Linked DNA regions of Rattus norvegicus: region 1 is linked to region 2. Evidence: chromatin contacts called from public Hi-C data. All regions are on one chromosome and are shown on one strand. Each heading gives the region's core, a stretch centred on a gene start, on an enhancer-like site or on the middle of the called end of the contact. The rest is flanking DNA. Distances are from core to core; before and after follow the strand shown. Region 1 overlaps Bcas3 (BCAS3, microtubule associated cell migration factor). Region 2 overlaps Bcas3 (BCAS3, microtubule associated cell migration factor).

Region 1 (3,927 bases), core at 1,200-3,699, 160 kb after region 2:
TACTTTGTCTGTCTCAGTTGGGAATTTCACGGAATTTGCTTCAGTCTGACTGTGTTTCCAGATGGAGCCCTGTGCCTCTGTGTTGGTTTCAGGCCTAGAAGAAGCCATTGCTTTGCAGTGATCTGTAGCCAAGTGACAGTCCCTGGGGACTAAAGGGGTGACTATTAGGAGTAGGAGTGTGATAAACCTTGTTATTACTTAAGAAGGCTCTAAGAATCCCTCCCCCACCCCTCTGTATTATCTGGCTGTGCTCTTAAGGGAATGATGGAAGCCAGGGTGGGATAATGAAGGTTAGAGCTGATGGGGCAGGTTCTGACAGCCCAAGTCTCCCCTCGGAAGCTTCACACCTTTGCGCTCCAGGGAAGTTTTGACCCCAAGCTTTTACAGATCCCTAGTAAACTCTGAGTTTCCCAGACCCTTGTGTGGCTAATGTCTTTTGCAGAAACAAGTTTCTAGCTGAAACCAGCCCATCAGCCCAGCTCCTCATAGGCTATAATCCAGTTTTGGAAGAGAATGTTAGCCTGGCCTTCTGTGCTAGGTAAATATTCCTATGAAGTGTTTCAACTGTATCTTCCCTGTCAAGACTGAGTAAAGAGAGGACCCAAACAAGGGGTAAGCCCACCTGCTCCATATCTGGAGCCTGAATGGGGCTGGAAGACCGGAGAAGGGCTCTAGGAACCCTCCCCAGTTCACCGAGGGACTCTGGGCTGGCTGCAGCCTTTGTCCCTCCAGTTTTTGTTTTGTTTTTCTTGTGTAACTTAAAAATGAAAGGTCGGGCAAATTCTTTCACTTTTAAGTCTGCCTCTCATCCTGTCTCTCTGAACGCAGATGCTGTTTTCTAGTAGTTTTGCACAGGACTCCAAGCAGAAGGAGAGGAGAACTTGGTGAAGGAGGTGCTGAGAGGACCCTCTCTGGCTCCTCTGTGCTCTGTGTGCTCTGTTGCTCTGTTTTTTGTCGAGCTTTCTTCCAACTGCACCACTCCATAATTCTGATGAAAGCGAATTGAGTCTTAGGAATGTTTTTTCTTTTTACTCTCTCCCCACATCAGGAAGGAGGAAGGAGAGATACCATGAGCTGCACTGTGACTTCAGGTAGCTGTAGCTGTGATTCATTAACACAAAGGTCTAAGCCTGCGGAAGTCACAGATTTACAGCAGAAACCTCTCTTCCTGAGGAAAGAGGAGATGGATACTCTGAAACTTGCTCGACTCTGCCCACTTGGTCCTACCTAGTTCCTACCTCCCTCCTATGTTTCCCAAGACCCTGTGTCCGTAGCACTAGGAGGGCTCTGGACTTTTGACCTAGAAAGGATTGCCTTGGTTCCCCATGTCCTCCTCTCTGACTGTGAGCAGGCTGACATGTTCTGATTCCTACCCATCTCAACAAAGACCTTTGAGACTTGTAAATGGCTGTATAAGACTAAAACCTCCGCCCTCCCTCCAGAGGAAAGGGCTGTCCTCCTCTGGGGTGCCCTGTGGCTGCCCACACAATGACTGCTGGGAGGAGATGACACCTCCATGTCCAGATTGCCATGCAGTCTCATTCGCAGTTTCCTGGATCGCATCACCTTATCAGCCATGTTCCCGTCCATGGCTGATGATTCTGCTCACCCTGAGCTGTGGTGTTGACCAGCCAACAGCGTTCACACTGATTGTGAACGCCACATGTCTGACTCCAAACTTCCCACCGAGAAGGAATACAGTGTTTTCTAGGTCAGCCCTGCTCTGTCCCAGGCACTTCAGATGTGTTGGCTCCTCCAGGCTCTATGACTGGCTGGGTAAAGGCTGGAAGACAGAATAGGTGCAGGATTTCCAGTCTTTCTCCAGTATTTATAGCCAATGGATTGCAGACAGGCGGGCTGCCCTGGTCCCGAATGAGTATCTTTTGTCTGAAATGGACAAGTTGGAGAATTTGGCATTTTTGACAAATGAGTTAAGCCACTTGAGTTGCTCGTGCACGGATGTGATGGTTTGGCAGGTGGAGTTATTCTATTATGTTAAAATTTATTAACAAGGGCTTAATTTCATTCCAAACAGATTGTGTCAAGGCGCCCGTGTACTGCGGAATACAGTGAAATATGAGAGTCTTGAGCTTTTAGTGGATGTTGAGTGCAAGACCCTGGCTCAGCCTACCTCTCTCTAAGCAGCCACAGCCACGAAACTTTCTTGACCTTTTCACCCTTCAACTTTGCTTGAACTTGAAAGACTTTTGAAGACAGAGAGAGAGAGAGAGAAGAGGGGGGTTTGGTTGGTGGGGGGAGAGGTTGGTTGGTTGGTTGGTGAAGGCTGTGGAAGAGAGATGTAGACTGGGGTGGGGGTACTGATTATATGTTAGCTAACAGTAATACCAGGAAAATAATCCTCCTCTGTGTATGAGTTTCTGCTACTGCGAGCTGGGGTAATCAGCTCACATGACATGCTCAGAGGCTAATGCTAGCCTGTGCTGTTTGTGAGCGTATTCAAACAAAGGCTGATTATCCAAACAAGAATTTGGACTGCAGCAGTCGGACCAGTTAAATTATAGTTAGTAAAACTTGGCGCCTTGCGAGCTTGGAATGTTCCAATTGCAGCTGGATCTTCATTTGTCAGGCAGCCTCACTAAACAGTAAAACCAGAGATTTTTATCTCCCCAGGACTCCATTTAACTCCTTGGGTGCAAAGAGCAGCGTGCCAACTATCTTAGTTTGGACTCCTGGCCACTTCCCCATCCTGCGGTGCCTGAGGTGATGACCAGCAGTTGTTTGCTGCTGCTCTGTCAGAAGGTGGATTTTATACTAGAGAAAGAAGTTGATATTCTTCTAGTCCATAACTGCTTTATTAAGTGCTATAACTGAGGATGCTTCGTGCTGGGTACTCTGTTTTATGTGAATGGCCACAATAGATGTCATAAAATAACCAACTGTAAAAAGCTTACAAAAACTGGACAATGGTGGCGTACTACTTTAACCTTAGCCCTTGGGAGGCAGAGGCAGGCAGGTATTGAGTTTGAAGCCAACCTGATCTGCACAGCAAGTTCTAGGCCAGTGAGGGTGACATAGTGAGACCTTCCCTTCAACAAAAATTACTTTAGAAATCGTAAGAGTCATTTAGTGTCACGGCGATGGAGATGAGTGTTTGAGCCACTATGGATGGAAAGTAGGACCAACCTTCGAAGGTGGGACCAGAGGAGATTTTATGCAGAGCAAGCAAGAGCAAAGGGACTGAGGCAGGAAATACAGTGTGAGAGAGTAGGTCAGGGGTTCAGAAGAGAACTGCCCTGGTAAAGGAAGAAGCGGCCATCCAAGTTTTTTTTTTTTTTTTTTTTGATATAGCTGTCTTTAATAAACATATATTGGGAACATACCATATGCCAGGACATTAAATTCTCAAAATAATTCTGAGAGACTCAAAGAAACCTAGTGACTTTCCCAATTCCATACAACAAGAGTGGTGTTTTAAACTTCAAATCCCTCCCAGCTTCTCAGGACCAGGCTCTCCTCTTTAATCCTGCTGACTTTGTGATCAAAGTATAGCATGGACTAGGCATGCTTTCATGCAGAGGCCTCCGTGTAGAATGGCGATTCTGAGAGGATTTCTGTGCATGGGAGATCGCCACACTGGAGAAGACATGGGCAGGACAGTTGCCACCCTGCACTGGTTTAAACTTGTGGGATGCAAAGCGATTCTGGGAACAGTACTTCCCTTTGACTGACTCTGTCACAGTCTGGTCTTAGAGTTACTTCCCACAGAGATTTTAACGCAGTAAGAGCTGATTTTGGCAGGGTATCGGTCTTTACGGCAGGGTTGCCTTTTCTGGGAAATACATCTGATGCCGTTAGTGTATGGCTCTCTGCTTCCCAGTTTCCGTGGGGTATCAGCACCGTGTTCTTGTCCTCTCTTGACCTTGCCACTGTCTTGTTTTCTTTCCTGTCTTCTTTGATATACTCTGT
Region 2 (4,478 bases), core at 724-3,223:
CCAAGGGTGACCTCAATCTTTGATCCTCCAGTCTCTCCCTGCCGACTACCAGGATTGCAGGTGTTGTCACCATGTAAAACTTTTGATTTTAATATGTAATCATCTACAAGGACAGGAATGGTTTAAAAAGTTCAGATTGTCATTTTTTTTTAATTTTCCATGTGCTACTTAGTACTCTTTTTTTTTTTTTTAAATAGGGTTTTATGCTGGTACTTCTCTGCAGACTCTGAACTTGGGTAATAGAGAGAGGAGGCTTTTAATGAAACTGTCCAAACAAACTTGCTATTTACATAAAGAAAGAGAAAGAATACTTTATTGATTGCAGCTAATTCAGTGCCTCCTCCTATTGCACAGTGCGGCTGCTCGTTGTTTCTGAATGAATTCCTGATACTTTATACGTCATGTGTGTACTGGTGTAAAAGAGGTAGTGCTTGGTCGGTCTGCCTCCTCCGCCGTCATGGTACAAGTCAATTGAGAGCGAGGTGAGGAGTCGGCCCAGGGTTGCTGAGGTCGGATCCTGCCTTGCTTTTCTTGCCCCAGTCTCAGTGTCACGTGAGCTTACCTTTGATCTGAGCTTGCTTCAGAGGAGAGCGCAGCGTTCCATGTGCTATCATGGTTATTTCAAGATGGATTATTGCGGTGTAGCCCTGGCTGGCCTGGTACTGGCTGCTTAGCCATTGCTTGGTCAATTTCCAGGCAATTCTGCCTCAGCCTCTCATCTCAGAGTGATACATTGGAACTACAACTTGGGGCAGGAATGTGAATCTTAGGGGAAATGGCTCAAAATCTTTTCTCTTTGTTTTATATTCATGGGAAGGGTATGCACAGTATTTAGACGATGTATAGTCAATCTCTGTCCAGCTGTCTTACTTTTTCCATGAGTATCCGTATAAATATAGACCATTTTCTGGGATTTCAGCCTTTGTTGAATGAATTGTCTAATCTCAGGTTAAAAAAGGAGTCAGAGCTAGTAAAGCTTACTAAGGATTAAGAACACTGGATCTTATTAAATTTCTTTGTTCCTAAAATGTAGGAGTGCTCTGAGATAATAAACTGAGGTAATGAATGTCCCACAGGTTTTATTCATTGAGTTTTAACTTGTTTTGATTGTGTGATCATAAATAGATCATTTACTTTAAAAAATTTTTCATTAATGTTAAATTTTGTTTAGTTTTTTAAAACTTCAATAGAATTTCTCCTGTTTTCTCTTTTGTGCCCTTTTTCTTCCTCTGTGTACTTGAGCTGTGTAGCCATCCCAGCTCCTCAGCCTTATTTCTCCCAACTTCATCACTCCCCATTCCAGCCACAAACTGCCCTTTTGGAATAAAGTATACTTAGTGTACATACAGGCTTTGTAATAGTGACTTTCCGTATGTTCATTTTATCTTCCAGGAAGTGCTTGCTTCTACACATTAAAATAGCGTGCACTGCTTTAAGAGTAAGGAACAGGTGAGGGTATTCTAAGACTCAGGAAAGAACAGCTAGAGAATGACCTGTTGACGTATTGACACAAGTGTAATGTGTTATGTATAAATATATGTTTGAAACAACTCCATGATGGCATAATATGAGTTCTCTTGGAAGTATTCTTTTAATTCTTCTTGATCCTGGGGAGCACCAGATGGTGAGTTCTGGGCCATTCTAAGTGCAGCAGCAGAATGTCATTGAGAAGTGTCTCCACCTGAGAGACATGGAGTGCTTCCCATAAGTACCTATAGTCCTCACTGTGGCACCAGGAAGTTTTCTTAGAAAAAGCACCAATGTCTTTGCTTGATTTTAAATGTTGCAGTGTTTTCTGTATCTGCCGCCTTCCCAGGAAGCAACAGTCTCTGCTGTAAGAACTGCGGCTGGGCTGGTCCTTGGATAGTCGCCTCTGTTTAGGTCTGCACAGTTAAACTGTGTCCAGCTTCCTTGTCCAGAGCTCATTTTCCTTGCCTCTCCTGCTGAGGTTCCTGGCCTGGTCCTTGGGTCCAAAGGCGCCGTCTCTCACCAGGGCCCTGCTGTTTCCTTTTCCTACTGAGTAGATTGCAGACTGTACTAGAACAAGCCTGAGAAAAGGTCAGAAAGGAGGCAGGCAGGAGAGTCCAGGCGCTGCAGCTGGGAAGGTTGTCATCCTCATCTAAGAGAGGGAAAGGAGGAGGGCTTGGGGCCTGGGGGAGGGAGGGAAAGAGGGAGGGAGGGGGCAGAAAAAAAAAACACTCAGCAACCCATGTGCTAGAAATTCCAGTTTACACTGGGTACTTTAAACACACACACACACACACACACACACACACACACACACACACACACACACACACACATACACACATCTTTAAAGGATTTGATTTTGATTAACTAATAGTTGAGAGTTGGTTGAGGATACTTTAATGTTAAATTAGACCACAAGTGAGAGCTAAGCAGGCTCTGGCTTTGCAGAGCCCCACTGCTCAGTGATTGTTTTAGAACAAGCTACTATTGTACTCTTTTGGACAGAGTCAAGAAGTCAGCTTTTCAACTCCAAAATTAACTTAAAACTCTTTGGTAAATGTTGCTGTTTTATACCCATCAAGTCCATGGTGGAATATTAAAAGCAGACTGGCAGTTTTGACTTTGTGTGAAATGGGCAGTGCAAATGCACAGAGGCTCAGACCTTCTTACCCAGCTTCCTTCTGGGAATGTAGACAGTAGGACATTTCTGTGCTGTCTGAAGAGTAGGGAGAGTGTTGGGAGGAGGATGGAGATAAGGAAATATTTGGAGAAAAGGTGTTTCTTTAGATTTGTTTTTTGTGGAGTACCAGGAACCCACAATGAGCTTGGGTTTGAGGGTGCCTTTGTTATTTTAATTTCCAAATACAGTTGCCATTACTGCAGCCTGGGTCCTTGAAGGGGTGAGAGGCAGAGCCCCTCAACTCTGGCAGATTCCTTTAGTGTGTGGAGATTGATGAAACAGACCAATTGGACTGAGAGGCATGTGGTTTACTGAGACAAGGATAATGTCTGTAGTAACCCTTTATAGAGCCTGTCTGATGTCTGATGTGGCTTAGGGCCCTGTGTCCAGGGAGCGCAGGAAACCCCAGAAAACTGCAGATCTGCTAACTGCTGTCCCAGTGACCTCCTAAGACTCTTCGAACACCCCATTGTTTGTTGTCTGTTTTCTTTCTCACAACTTTCCTTCTTAAGGAATCTTCCTATGGCTCCCACTCATGACCACTTGTATCTCATGCTTCTGTTAACCTGTAAGGAAATGGGATTCTCGTCTGTCTCCCACTCTGAGCTCCCCCTTACAGAAGATTTCTGAGCTGTAATTGCTGAGTACTGCTTTTGTGGTTTTCTTTTTCCTGCTTCATGGTGTGATTGAGCAGCAAAGAGGATCGAGGAGGGGATGGCCTCTCATTCATTTGTTCCGTGGTCTCCTTCCACTTGCCCTGAAGAAGTCCATGCACACAGTGTGCTGATAGCAGCTCTGGCTTCAGCACAATGTGAAGTGCTCAGCACTTTCGGGATCTTGCTTCCCTTAGAAATGTCTCGTGCTTGGCAGCTTGCCTCGTTCACATGTTCTCACATCCCTGTATCCAGAAGCTGGGAATCCAGTCCTGGCAGCTTCTGCACAGAGGGTAAAGATAAACCAGAAAGGAGCCGAGCTTCCTCCCACATTACCTGGGAGTTGCTGCTGATGGCTTTTCCACAAATGTCCTAGTTTGTCAAAGCCCAGTAAATCTTGGAAAGTTTATTTTCCTTGTAGCATCTGTGTTTTATAATGGGTCTTTTAATTTGTTTTTACTTTGTCTGCAGGGATTTCTTTTGTCCGGAGTTTTCAGACTCTTGGCTTTTTTTTCTTTCCTGTGGAAGTGAGTCCATTAATGATGACTGGTTTGGGAATATGACGCGCTGCAAACCTGACCTGGTGCGCACTCCTCCAGAGCAGCCACAAAGCACACTGTTTTGTTTTTTCCCTTCTCTCCATTTTCATCCTCAACATAATCCATTTGCCTCTGAGTCTTTGTAGTATACGATGTTTGAGGAAATGCTTTTTCAGACCGGGATGAGAACATGTGGTTCCTAGCCCACCTCACCCGTGTCTGTGGGACCTCGTGTCTGCATGAAGGATGAGCCATGTCTCGAGCACAGGCCTTCCATCTTTATATGCAGGTGGCAGGAGTCGGGAAAGATCATGTGAGGTGGCTTTCCTTCCAGAGATAGAAATTTGTTTCCAATAAGCATAGTAAGTCAGTGCTAGAATCCTGAAGCCAGCTATTCTACGTCAGCAGTCTGTGGCAGTAAGATCAATGACAGTAAACACAACTGAAAACAGGTCAAACCGAAGAACCAGAGCTTTCAGCATGATAAGAATTGTCTGTGGCTTTTTTATTTTTATTTTTATTTTTATTTTTTGCAATTCAGATTTTTAAATGATATTCTTCTGTTCTTTCACAGAATTGCTGCTTTAATTTGTCAAGAAATGATCTTATTGGAATTTGATCTCTCCCCCCAATCCC

The links. A called contact is a pair of places that touch in the nucleus more often than the background predicts.
Region 1: a Hi-C map of liver shows a contact between it and region 2, with 2.8 times the contacts expected there. The contact joins two enhancer-like sites. A contact is called at or near these places in 4 of 12 Hi-C or Micro-C datasets (the Rat2 cell line, kidney, liver and 1 more).

Annotation. Positions count from the first base shown.
Region 1 is chr10:71,038,197-71,042,123 of GRCr8, forward strand. All of the region lies in intron 24 of Bcas3 (BCAS3, microtubule associated cell migration factor), which reads left to right. All of the region lies in intron 1 of LOC134480843 (large ribosomal subunit protein eL21-like), which reads right to left. Among named protein-coding and RNA genes, the nearest start is that of Tbx2, 140 kb to the right of the region's middle. Within about 2 kb of position 2,450, at least 9 of the 93 cell types and tissues checked have an H3K27ac peak or open chromatin away from gene starts, as enhancers often do. A contact at or near this core is called in liver, where this site is marked.
Region 2 is chr10:70,878,933-70,883,410 of GRCr8, forward strand. The region is part of intron 16 of Bcas3 (BCAS3, microtubule associated cell migration factor); the gene reads left to right. The region is part of intron 1 of LOC134480843 (large ribosomal subunit protein eL21-like); the gene reads right to left. Among named protein-coding and RNA genes, the nearest start is that of Bcas3, 170 kb to the left of the region's middle. Within about 2 kb of position 1,974, at least 4 of the 93 cell types and tissues checked have an H3K27ac peak or open chromatin away from gene starts, as enhancers often do. A contact at or near this core is called in liver, where this site is marked.